Linked DNA regions of Mus musculus: regions 1 and 2 are each linked to region 3. A link is a contact called in public HiChIP or PLAC-seq data. All regions are on one chromosome and are shown on one strand. The core of a region is the stretch at or near the end of the contact, and the rest is flanking DNA. Distances in the headings are between cores, read along the strand shown. Region 1 has its middle 110 kb from the start of Gm36148. Region 2 has its middle 71 kb from the start of Gm36148. Region 3 has its middle 51 kb from the start of 4933402D24Rik.

Region 1 (3,738 bases), core at 945-3,444, 590 kb before region 3:
CCCAGATTTGTCAGTTAAATTAGATGCCCAAAGGCAAAACCGACTGACAGGGGCATTATGGGACAGTCCTGGAGGATTCAGAATCCATACTCCTCCAAGGAGGTCCCATGCACAGTTTCATTCATGCTGACGCTAAGGGTCCTATCACATTTGAAAGAAAGTGATAAGTCAGCACCCCCACCCCCACCCCACGACTCGCAGTAGCACCGTGCCTGGAGAGTTCTTGACTGAACCAAGGAAGGCCTGCATCTGTCTGAGATGCTGGTGAGACTGAGCTTGTTTCCTCATGACAGACCGGTCTGAAAATAAGAGTAAAGAGCAAAGCTACAGCAAATCTTTGTCTTGTTCTTCTTGGTGTCTGTAAGAAGCACTTGCTGAATTTATCCTGATTGATTTATCACTATTTCTGTCTCATTGTTCTCCTGTCCCTCAGCCCCACCATTCTACACTAGAGAACCTTCAAAAGACCCTCCCAGTGGCATGAGGATGTCTTGCATAAGATCATGTGGAAGACAAACTGAATCATCACTGAGTGTTTCCCCTAAACATTTTTTTTTCTCCTATGAATACCAGTTTGAAGTCCTTGGGCCAAGTTGGTAGGTCTCCCTTTTTTCTTCTTTTATAATAAGTGCCATCTGATGAAGGTCTTTAAAGCTTGATGAACTAAGACTTTTGGTAAGTCCATGTCATTGGCCCCCAGACCTAACGATAGAGGTTTCCGGATCGCAGTAATGATGGGAAGTTGAGTGACCTTGAGGGCTAAGACCAAGCTCCAGTGAAGATTAAAGGTTGACTGAACTATGTTTTTCTTTAGGCTCCTCTGGGATAAGGGGTGGGGGAGGGGGAGGGTAAAATGGAAGCATCATATTTTGGAGGCGACAAGAAATCCTCATAATGGAATTGGGAAATGGGATAAGGAAGAAGAGGAGGCTAACAAAGATTACATTACCCAGATGTTCTTATTCATTCTTCCTAGACTCTCTGGGAGAGAGGGTAAGACACAAGTCAGGGGCTGGAGAGGTGGCTCAGTGTTTAAGAGCACTTACTGTACCTCTAGAGGCCCTGTGTTCAATTTTTAGCACCCATATGGTAGCTCACATTATCTGTAACTCCAGTTCTAGGGGATCATGTATGGCACCAGGCATATACATGGTACACATAAATGTGCATGCAGGCAAAATACCCATGCCCATAAAATAAAATAAATAAGTCTTTAAAAGTCCAAAACAAAACCCATACATAGCTCAGGCTTATTCCAACTCAGAGGTGAGAAAGAAGAAATGTTTGTTTGTTTTTTTCTTTTGTGAGACAGAGTCTTTGTACATTTCTGAGGCTAACCTAAGACTCAAGTAGTACAGGCTCACCTTGAAGATCCTCTTGCTTCAGTGTCCTGAGTGCTGCAATTATAGGTATGTATCACCACACCTGGCTGGAGCTGGGCTATTTGGTTGCACAATCCCTCTGCCTGCTGCAGAACATCCATCCATCCATCCGAAGTGGGCTCTCGTAGTCAGAGAAGCAGCAGAGCCAAGAACCATAGGTATTCACAGTTAGCATGCTTTCTTGCTTAAGGAGGAGTGGGAGGGGAGGGGACACTGCCCTAACCTGTTACAGTGGGAGAGTGGGAGGTGGAGTAGCCAGCCGGTCAGATGTGCAAAGAAGCCATCTTTCAGGGTTTCCCTCTTAGTGTGTTAATAAAGAGTATCTCCAGGCAAGAGAAAACAGTGGGAAGCCAGCAAGTGGGAACTTTAGAACAGCCAGTTTTTCTATAAATTCTGCAAGTTAACTGGTAGCTACCCTTGGTGTGGTTTGAGAATTTTTTTTTTTTTAATTTTTATCTTTTGCAAGAGCAGAGGTACCTGATCGACAGATAGCCTCAAAGAAATCTGATTGCACAATACACTTTGAAATTATCTGTTGTGGACTCTTTCTTTTCTCTTTCTCTCTTTTTTTTTTTTTTTTCTTCACAAACCCAAGAATCCTTTAGCTAATTCTTTTCCCAGTGAAGGAGCCAATCAATGTTCTTTCAGGGGAGAAAATTACTAGAGAGCCTAGTATGTGTTTTGATGCCCTAATGAGGCACTATGAATTATCCAACCCAAACCAATTAAGTCTCAGCCCAGCTAGAAGGCTACAGAGGAGATGAGGAGACAGCATGCATTTAGGGCAGAATTAACGGCTTCCATAGCCTGGAAACAGGCTTGGGGGGAAGCCAGACCTTGGAGGAGCTCTGCTGTCCTGAGAGTTGGCAGCCAAAATGTGTTCTAGCCCAACATGAATGCTGACACATTTGCTTCTTTGGCCTTAAATTTTTTAAAATGTCTGTAAAACATAAAATATGTTTTGAACATTACATAAGACTATTAAGAGAGAGCAGATCTTGAGAACATGGTATGTCAGAGACAATAAAATAAGTGAAATGAACTGCTACTGACTGGAGACTTGACCTTGGGCCAGTTGCTCAGTCCTTTCATGTCAATCAAATAGGAAATTATAGCTCAATAATGTGGTTTTGGATTGCAGCTCAATAAGCAAGCTCTAATCTCTTGGTTATGCCTTACTGTACCACGGGAAACCAAGCGCTTATTTTCATTTTAATGGGATCTCTTCCAGTGGGCTGTGACTTTCTGAGGCATGCAGCACAATGCTTGGCTTGGTGTAGGAACTCAGGAACATTGAATAGATTGTAGAGCGAATAGTTATTCATATACTATAAGCCCAGAGGTAGCTGAATATGTGCACTATCAGCCCAAAGAACTGCCTAAATGCAATGGATTCTATTGACTTTTTATACAGTACGTGTATGATATGAAAATATATAAAAAGGGCAGGGGAGTTGGCTCAGTCAGTAAACTGTTTGCTGTGCAAGCTGGAGGGCCTTTTTGGATGTCAGAATTCAAGGTAAGAAAGGCCAGGTACATGGGTGTACAGCTCGAATCCCAAAGTGGGAGGGAGGCACAGTCCCTGAGGCTTGCTGGCCAGCCAGACTAGAAGAATCAGCAAGCTCCATTGTCTCGAAATATAAAGCAGAGTGACTACTGATGTTGACCATGTTCATATACACAAAACTACATAAAGTGATTGGTGCAGATTATGGAGAAAGGACAGCAGATTTGAACTGGTGAGGCTTGTGTGTGATGAGAACCACAACACAGGCTCTGGAGTCAGGTAGTACAAGGCTGGAGTCTTGGCTCTGCTCTCTCGTTAGGGAGCTTTATGTACTTGGCTGTAAGTTACTTCCCTTTCCTGGTCTTCAGCTGCTTCTTTTGGATTTTGTAATTTTCAGCAAAGACCATATAACCTAGAAACCTCCAAGAAGCTTTGAGAAACTGTGTGAGTGTAGCAGCACTCAGCCAAAGCTGGCCACTGGCATCCAAAAGTCTAGAGTGACGTGCAAAAGTTCTCTATCAAGTTCTCTTTAGGTCTCTTATGCCAGCTTTTGATGAATATCCAAGCAACATTTTATTTCACATACCCCTTTCCTGCCTTTATGATCCACCCCTCTATGTCCTGGCTCCATTTGCAATATACAAGGTTTTTTTTTGTTGTTTGTTTGTTTGTTTTTGTTTTGTTTTGTTTTCGAGACAGGGTTTCTCTGTGTAGCCCTGGCTGTCCTGGGACTCACTCTGTAGACCAGGCTGGCCTCGAACTCAGAAATCCACCTGCCTCTGCCTCTCTGCCTCTGCCTCTGCCTCTGCCTCTGCCTCTGCCTCTGCCTCTGCCTCTGCCTCTGCCTCT
Region 2 (3,545 bases), core at 233-2,732, 630 kb before region 3:
TTTTCTTTTTCAATGTTCTTGATTTCTTTTTTACTTAGTCACTTTACATCCTGCTCACTGCCTTAGTCCCTCCTCGTACAATCCTTTCCCCCTTCTCCTCTGAGCAGTGAGTAAGGCCCCTGGGTATCCCCACCACCCTGGAACTTAAAGTCTCTGTGAGGCTAGGCACTTCCTCTCCCACTGAGGTGGCCCAGCCAGAAGAATATATCCCACACACAGGCAACAGCTTTTGGGATATGAACCACTCAACAAAGAACATACAGGGGCTGGACCTACACCTCCCTGTACATATGTAGCAGATGTGTAGCTTGGTCTTCATAAAGGTTCCTGCTTTTTATATGGGTTCTGGAGGTTGAATTCTGGCATTCTTGCTTGTCTCTCTGGTAAGCAATTTCCCAGTCTGAGCTGTCTCCCCAGGTGAAGCCCTTAGGCAGTCCAGTGCAGTGGACAGATGCAGGCCGGTGGCTGGCTGCCTTCTGAGGTAAGGCAGGTGTTACTACACTGCTCTTCTTTAGGGAACAGGAAGCAATACCAGCATTTACTTCATATGGTTCTTAGTGGGCCTGCTGTCTAGAAAGTGCACAATATAAATATTGCAGGGAGAGTGCTTTTCTTAAATTGAGAGGTAGACATTTAAAAATCTGGAGAACTTATATAAAAGCCTAACTTATATAAAAGTCACATGGCCAGTTTCTTTATTCACATTACTTGTCTGGTCCCTAGGGCCAGTTCTAGGCTCTTCTTCCCTTCCCCACTGGCTCCTCCCCATCTGAAGCCAAGGACAGTGAAGCCTGAGAGGTGGTGCGCAAGAACAGCTGTGGGTAGAAGTCAGCTGAACTCTTCCCCACCGCAAACTGTATAACAGGACTGACCGCTCTGGGTCCTAAGGACTCTGCAGATTCTCTTATCTGAGCAACGCAAAGCCCTTGGTACCACATTTTAATCTAATTTGTTTCTTTTGTCAGATTTCATCTTCAGGGAGAAGTCTTTGAGGGGCCGGGAGGGGCCATGTCCTATGGGACATTTGGTTTCATTCATTCCTAGGTGGCAGGTTGAAAGGGCAGGGCTGTTAAACTGTGAAGGACAGCTGCAGCCTGATGGGCAACAGGGGAAGGCCCTGGGGATCTCTCTCTCTCTCTCCCTCCCTCCCTCCCTCCCCCCTCCCTCCCTCCCTCCCTCCCTCCCTCCCTCCCTCCCTCCCTCCCTCCCTCCCTCCCTCCCTTTCCTCCTTTCTTAGCTCTGTCTGTCTTCCTATCCAGATACGTGAAGGCTTTTCTTATTTTCATTTTCAATCTAGAGAAGAAATCCGATTTCTGAGAAGGGTTCCAAATGTTATTTCCTCCTCACAGTAGGAGTCTCAGGAGAAAGCTTTGTGCCTAAGGGAGCCAGGAGAGCTTCGAAGCTTTCACCCACGTCTGGTGTTACCAAAGGAGGCTTGGATCGAGGGCTGCAGAGGCTGCGCTTGTTCCAAGTGCTCTCGTGGGGGCAGCAGCCGCTCAGAATGGCGCGGCCCTGTCACTGCCTATCTGCTCATTGAGAGGCAGAGCACATCAGAGGGCCTCTGCGAGGACACTTTGCAGACTATAAATCGGGGATGGAGGAGAGGCTTAATTAAATCAGTCCTGAGGTCACAGGAAGGGAAAGCCCCCTTCTCCCTCCCAGACTTGACCTGTTTCACGTAGCGTGGCAGCCAGAGAACCTCAAAATGTGTTAGCAGGAGTAATGTAAATGTGCTCAGAGGAGCCGGTTCCCAGCCCCATTGTAAGGAGAGAAATCCCATCTAGTCTGCAGACAAGGGAAGATTCTGACCTTCCAATTTAATCCTGTGAACTAAAACCAGAAGAAGACAGCCAGCGAGGCCAAATCGCTGTGTCGGATTGTGATGTTTTAGTACAGGCTTTCTTAAAACATCTTATTTCTAAAGATTCTTGTTATTTGAAGGGACTCTGGGCGGTGTGAGTGAATCCTCCGCCAGAACTGGGTGCAAAGGGTAAGCCATTGGCTGACACCTGTTTATGAGCGAGGCAGCCAGTTAGGACCTAGGGTCTCAAACAGGGTACCAGCCAAGAGGAGCCTGTCAGAAAGGAAAACATGGCTGCCAAGGACGAAGGGAACAGGCTATCGTGGCCTCTGGGCCTTCAGCCCGCTGTGCTGTGCAGGAAGGCTTGGCACACATCAATGGGTCTGCTCTAGTCTTCTCTCCGTGGCTCATGAGTTTGGGGAGTCACTGAGCACACCATGTCTGTCTGTCAACTGCCACTTCGGGTCACCCCTCTCTCTCTAGCCCTCCCCAAGTGTAAAGATAGGATGAGGTGACAGGAGGAAAGCCAGCAGAACATAAATATGGAGACGTCGTCCTTGGATGTGTGATCTTGGCTACATTTGGGACAAACAAACTAGAAGTACCTTTAACTTAGCCCAGCTGGTGTCCATGGTCCTTGAAACTGCAAGAGTGGCTGTATGGCCCACCCTAGGGCACATGGTCCCATGCGTGTCACCAGGTGACAGGAGTCTAGGCCTCTGAATCATCACCCAACCCACCATGTCCATAACTTATGGATCGCCTTCACTTTTCATTCATAATTTTCCTGTGATGCTCTATCCAGCAATTCACCCATACCAATACCATTAGTCTGTCACGTCTGTTAGCGAGATCCATTCTTAACTTAGCATGATACAGTGTGTGTGTGTGTGTGTGTGTGTGTGTGTGTGTGTGTGTGAGAGAGAGAGTAGTGAGTGTGTATGAGTATGTGTGATTGTGTCTGTATGAGAGTGTGTGAATATATGTGAGAGTGTGTGAGTATATGTGAGAGTGTGTGTGTGATTTTTTTCCCCCTTTCTGGAACTTGATGTATTTTCACTGTTCTCCAGTTTCCTTCAAATCAAAGAGGGCCAGAAAGACTAGGCAGTCGAACCATTCCCTCCTCCTTCTAGGAAGGTAGATCAGGGCAGGGAGAGGCTTTATGAAGGAATTAGAGAGGGGAGGGGAGGGGAGGTAAGGTAGAGGACAGAGTGGGGAGGTGAGGAAGGAGGCAGGAGAGAAGGAGAGGGAAAAGTAGGGAGGGAGGGAGAGAGAGAGAGAGCCCTCCCCCACCAATGCTAACACATTAATTGAGCCTGTGCAGATAGTGTGCACACAGTACAAGTGCCCCAGTCTTCTGGGACACCCAGTGCAGGCGTCACTGAGCTCTGACCTTACTCAAGCTTTGGCCCATTTCCATTTCCTGAAGTTCTTTTCTTCCTTAATAAACTCTCTCAGTTTCTATCCTCATCCGTGTATCCCTGATCCAACTCCTTTATCCAGGACACAGGGACCTTGGAAGTCCCAGCAGGTGCTGTCCGGATACCAATACACACCTGAAGCAGCTGTCTTTATCACTATGATGTCTCTAATGGACAGCAAACACGTGAGCAGGTTAGGAGTGGAGAAAGGTGTGTCCTAGGGGCCCTTGTGGGGCAGCGTTAGGGGGCAGGGCTTCACCTCCCATTGAGGAGTGGGTGAACTAGGCCTTTGACTTGGCAGTCAGTCTTCCAGCTGGCTAAGC
Region 3 (3,526 bases), core at 464-2,963:
CTGCTACCCTGTTTTGATGTTATGCCTGTCTATGAAAGGGAACCTGTACTGGCGTTTCTGCTGCAGATGAGAGCATCTAACCAGAGTGAAACTATGACAAAGCACTGTTGAATGATTCAGACATATGTCTGAAGATGTAGAAGAATTCTTGTAAGCAAGATATTGCTAAATGGTGTACAGTGGTCAGCCTTGCCTTTGGCCAAGTATTGGTCTACTCCAAGTACTGATGGGTAGGGAAGAAGTTAAACCAACATGAGAAAGAGCCCAGGAACAGCAGTTCACCCAAGCCTTGCTCAAAACAGCTTCAAGTGGGTGACAGTGATGCATATCACACCATCCAATGACCAAACTCCACCAGGCTGGAGGTCCTCATCTCTGCCTCGGTCACTGCTTCTCTTGACCAGTGTGTTCAGGGTAGTGTTCGGGTTTCATGCTTGCTAATACATTCTTCTCACTTCTGACTCTAATTCATAACTCTTCTCTCATGACTTCTGAAGGATTGGGACAATTTTCTCTGCAGCAACTTCCAGTAGTGCTATCATCTGCTATTGTGGCTATGACAAATGATAAAGCTTACTATGAGTAATTTCTTAGCCATCGTTAACCTTGCTTGGCAGAGCAGGGCCACTAAGTGCTGGCCAGCCTGCCTTCTGTCCATCCTGGTCCTCAGCTGGGTTGGGTCAGTGAATGAGTGACACAGAACATGGAATTATACTTCACAAGAAATGTCTCAGCTGCTATCTAGGCAGGCACTGTGAGCTTGGAAAATTTCCTTCCAAGTTGGGAATTAAAGGAGACACCTTACAGTTGATGGCCCTCTGTATCTCTTAATTCCACAGTCACAGATTCAACCAACTGCAGCTTGAAAATATTTCTCAAAGTGCATCTGTACTGAATATTTAGAGGCCATTCTTGTCATTGTTCCCTAAACCGTACATTCTGTTTAAGTAGGTTTATGTTGTACCCAGCATTATGAGTAACCTGGACATGAGAGGATGCCGCTGGCTATATGGAAACAGCAGGCTACTTCATATAAGGGGCTTGATTTGTTATCTGTGGGGGTCCTGTAGCCAATGCCTACTGGACACCTAAGGATAATTCATTTGTTTGATAGATGACAACGTGCTTTAAATAGAACACTTGAGGGTACTCCCAGAAGACAGCAAAAGGACAGAATGCCTCTTACTGTGACATCCCTGTTCCCTCCACATTGTGTCCCTCCCCTGCACAAAGCCCCACAGAGTTCATCCTCACCCCTTCCCTGCAGCCCTGCGCTGAGCCCAGACTGTAACCTGCTCTCCCTAGTACAAAAATGAGAGAGAGAGAGAGAGAGAGAGAGATGCCTGATCAGACCCTTACTCTTCTTTGGTATCAACTTAAATGCTTTCCTGCTCACCAGCCCTAGTTGAGCCATTCCAACCCCCACCCCACCACCAGTCACTCAAATAAGCTCTGCAGCTGTTTCCTCGGTACAGAAGATTGGCACCTGCTGTTTGTAATACCCACAACTCTCCTCACTAAGCTTCCAGGAGCTGAATGTTGTTCCAACCTGAATATCAGCACCCCAAGAGATTCTTCCTACTGGTGAATCAAAACACCCAGAGGCAACCCTGGAACGCACTGAACTTGGAAGAACTATTGGCTAAGTGAGCATATGAGAGTCACCGTAAAAGCTGGGGAAAGTCTGAGACAGGCACCACTACAAATGTATTCAGATCAGAGCTCCTGTGCACACAGCTGCTTCTATCTGTGTGCTATGTGCTGTGAACAAAATGGAGTAAAACAAGCTGATAGTTAATGTGGCCTTAGCCCTGGGGTTCACAAGAACTCACACTTTTTATTTAACAGAGCTGGGGGTGAGGGGTGGGGGCAGGGGGAGGAGAGGCAAGAGCCAAGTACAAGTGAGACGAGGCCTGTGTTCCAGAATCTACCTTCAGCTGCCACAATGACTGAGAGGCTCCTGAGAGATAGGGGAGTCAGAGCCAGGAATGAGCTATGGCTGTTGGAGAAACAGATCAGATCCAGGAATGGGTAAAAGAGGTAACTTTTAGGATTAAGTGGGGCCAGATTACACTTGCCCAAGTCAATATATGGATTTCATTTCCCTTGCTACAGGATGTGCCCAGGTGTTTCAAACAGCCAGGGGATCTGAGGGTCTCTCAGTCTTCAAAGAGTGTTCTGGGTGCTATATGGGGAATGGAGAACAGAAGGATGTCTGTAATCGAAAATAATGCCTATATGCTTATAGGGCTAGGCTGTTCCCAGGAAGAGTTTAAATGCTTCACAGGCTTCAATTCACCAAATCCTTCAATAGTCCACAACACGGCTACCAGCCCCACCTTCTCTGCGAGTGAGACAATGGAGACACGGAGAGTTCAGGAGCTTTTCAGAGGTCACACAGTTGGTAGGCAAGCTGAGCTGGTTCTCCAACCGAGGCAGTGTGAATTCAGAGTCTGGGCTCATAACAAGCAGGGTAAAATAGGCACAGTTATTCCTGCCTTCCCGACTGACAAAGGACTGCTTTGAGCTTAAAATAGCACACGCTAGTAAAGTGCTGTGAATATTAAGAAGGGTACTGTGTGAATTTAACAATGCCATTATATCGTATAAATATAACTCATTAGACAAAGTATAATGAATTGGCTCCTAATCTTCTGTATATTATGGTTAAAAGAAGCACTAATATTTGCAGCAAGAAAAACAATTAGCACATTCATTAAGTCGAGTCCTGCTTACACTTTGCTCATTAACTCTAATCATCTATGAAATACTTGAACTAAGCTAACACGTCAGCCCCAGAGCCATTAGTGCCTGTCAGCAGATAGGAGGTTTTAACTTTTAGAGAATGTTTTCATTTTACGGACTAACAAAGAGCCCAGCTCAGCCATCATCTTCCCTTAATGATATATGTGATCACGATATTGAATAGAATTTAAGCTCACAAATTGTTCTCTGTAACAGCACCATAAGCTGGGCCCTAATTAGTGGTCACATTTATTTCCCTGTACTTCACTAAATATGATAATCCCTGTTTGTCCTGTCATCAGCAATATACAGTCTAAAATAGAGCATAGGAATATTTCTCATGTGTAGCATTTATGTATTAAGTCAATGTGGACAACTCTACTCAAGAGGATGGGTAACCAGGAACACTTAGAAGAGTGTTGCTAATGCCGGGGCCAGGAAGCAGGAGTGGGTGGGTTGGGGAGCAGGGCACAGGGAGGGTATAGGGGGATTTGGGGATAGCATTTGAAATGTAAATGAAGAAAATATCTAATAAAAAATGCCTTAATAAAAAAATCAATCATCAAAAATAAAAATAAAAATAAAAATAAAGAAGAGTGTTCTTGAGTCTTCTGAGAATCACAAACACAAATACAATCACACAAATACATGTTTGTATTCAGCATTGACTTCCTCCCAAGGAAAATGGGAATCTATATGTACACTATTTGAGAGGATGTCAAACTCCTAATATAGAATCTGTTAGCAGTCAGAATGCCACATGAAGAATGTGTACTTTAAC

The links. HiChIP or PLAC-seq counts read pairs in DNA pulled down with a chosen protein or histone mark.
Region 1: a contact with region 3 is called in an H3K4me3 HiChIP or PLAC-seq map of embryonic basal ganglia, with 4 times the contacts expected there. The contact joins two enhancer-like sites. A contact is called at or near these places in 1 of 484 Hi-C or Micro-C datasets (bone marrow-derived macrophages), 1 of 115 datasets of contacts at active chromatin or transcription factors (embryonic basal ganglia) and 1 of 9 other capture datasets (macrophages).
Region 2: an H3K27ac HiChIP or PLAC-seq map of stem cell-derived neural progenitor cells shows a contact between it and region 3, with 11 times the contacts expected there. The contact joins two enhancer-like sites. A contact is called at or near these places in 2 of 15 datasets of contacts at CTCF or cohesin (the NIH/3T3 cell line and large pre-B cells), 3 of 484 Hi-C or Micro-C datasets (bone marrow-derived macrophages, cochlea and nephron progenitors), 4 of 115 datasets of contacts at active chromatin or transcription factors (differentiating embryonic stem cells, embryonic basal ganglia, oligodendrocyte precursor cells and 1 more) and 1 of 9 other capture datasets (embryonic stem cells).

What each region holds. Positions count from the first base shown.
Region 1 is chr1:64,407,832-64,411,569 of GRCm38.p6, reverse strand. No RefSeq gene overlaps it. Among named protein-coding and RNA genes, the nearest start is that of Gm36148, 110 kb to the left of the region's middle. Within about 2 kb of position 2,194, at least 23 of the 459 cell types and tissues checked have an H3K27ac peak or open chromatin away from gene starts, as enhancers often do. A contact at or near this core is called in embryonic basal ganglia, where this site is marked.
Region 2 is chr1:64,444,163-64,447,707 of GRCm38.p6, reverse strand. No RefSeq gene overlaps it. Among named protein-coding and RNA genes, the nearest start is that of Gm36148, 71 kb to the left of the region's middle. Within about 2 kb of position 1,482, at least 161 of the 459 cell types and tissues checked have an H3K27ac peak or open chromatin away from gene starts, as enhancers often do. A contact at or near this core is called in embryonic basal ganglia, oligodendrocyte precursor cells and stem cell-derived neural progenitor cells, where this site is marked.
Region 3 is chr1:63,818,993-63,822,518 of GRCm38.p6, reverse strand. No RefSeq gene overlaps it. Among named protein-coding and RNA genes, the nearest start is that of 4933402D24Rik, 51 kb to the right of the region's middle. Within about 2 kb of position 1,713, at least 50 of the 459 cell types and tissues checked have an H3K27ac peak or open chromatin away from gene starts, as enhancers often do. A contact at or near this core is called in embryonic basal ganglia, oligodendrocyte precursor cells and stem cell-derived neural progenitor cells, where this site is marked.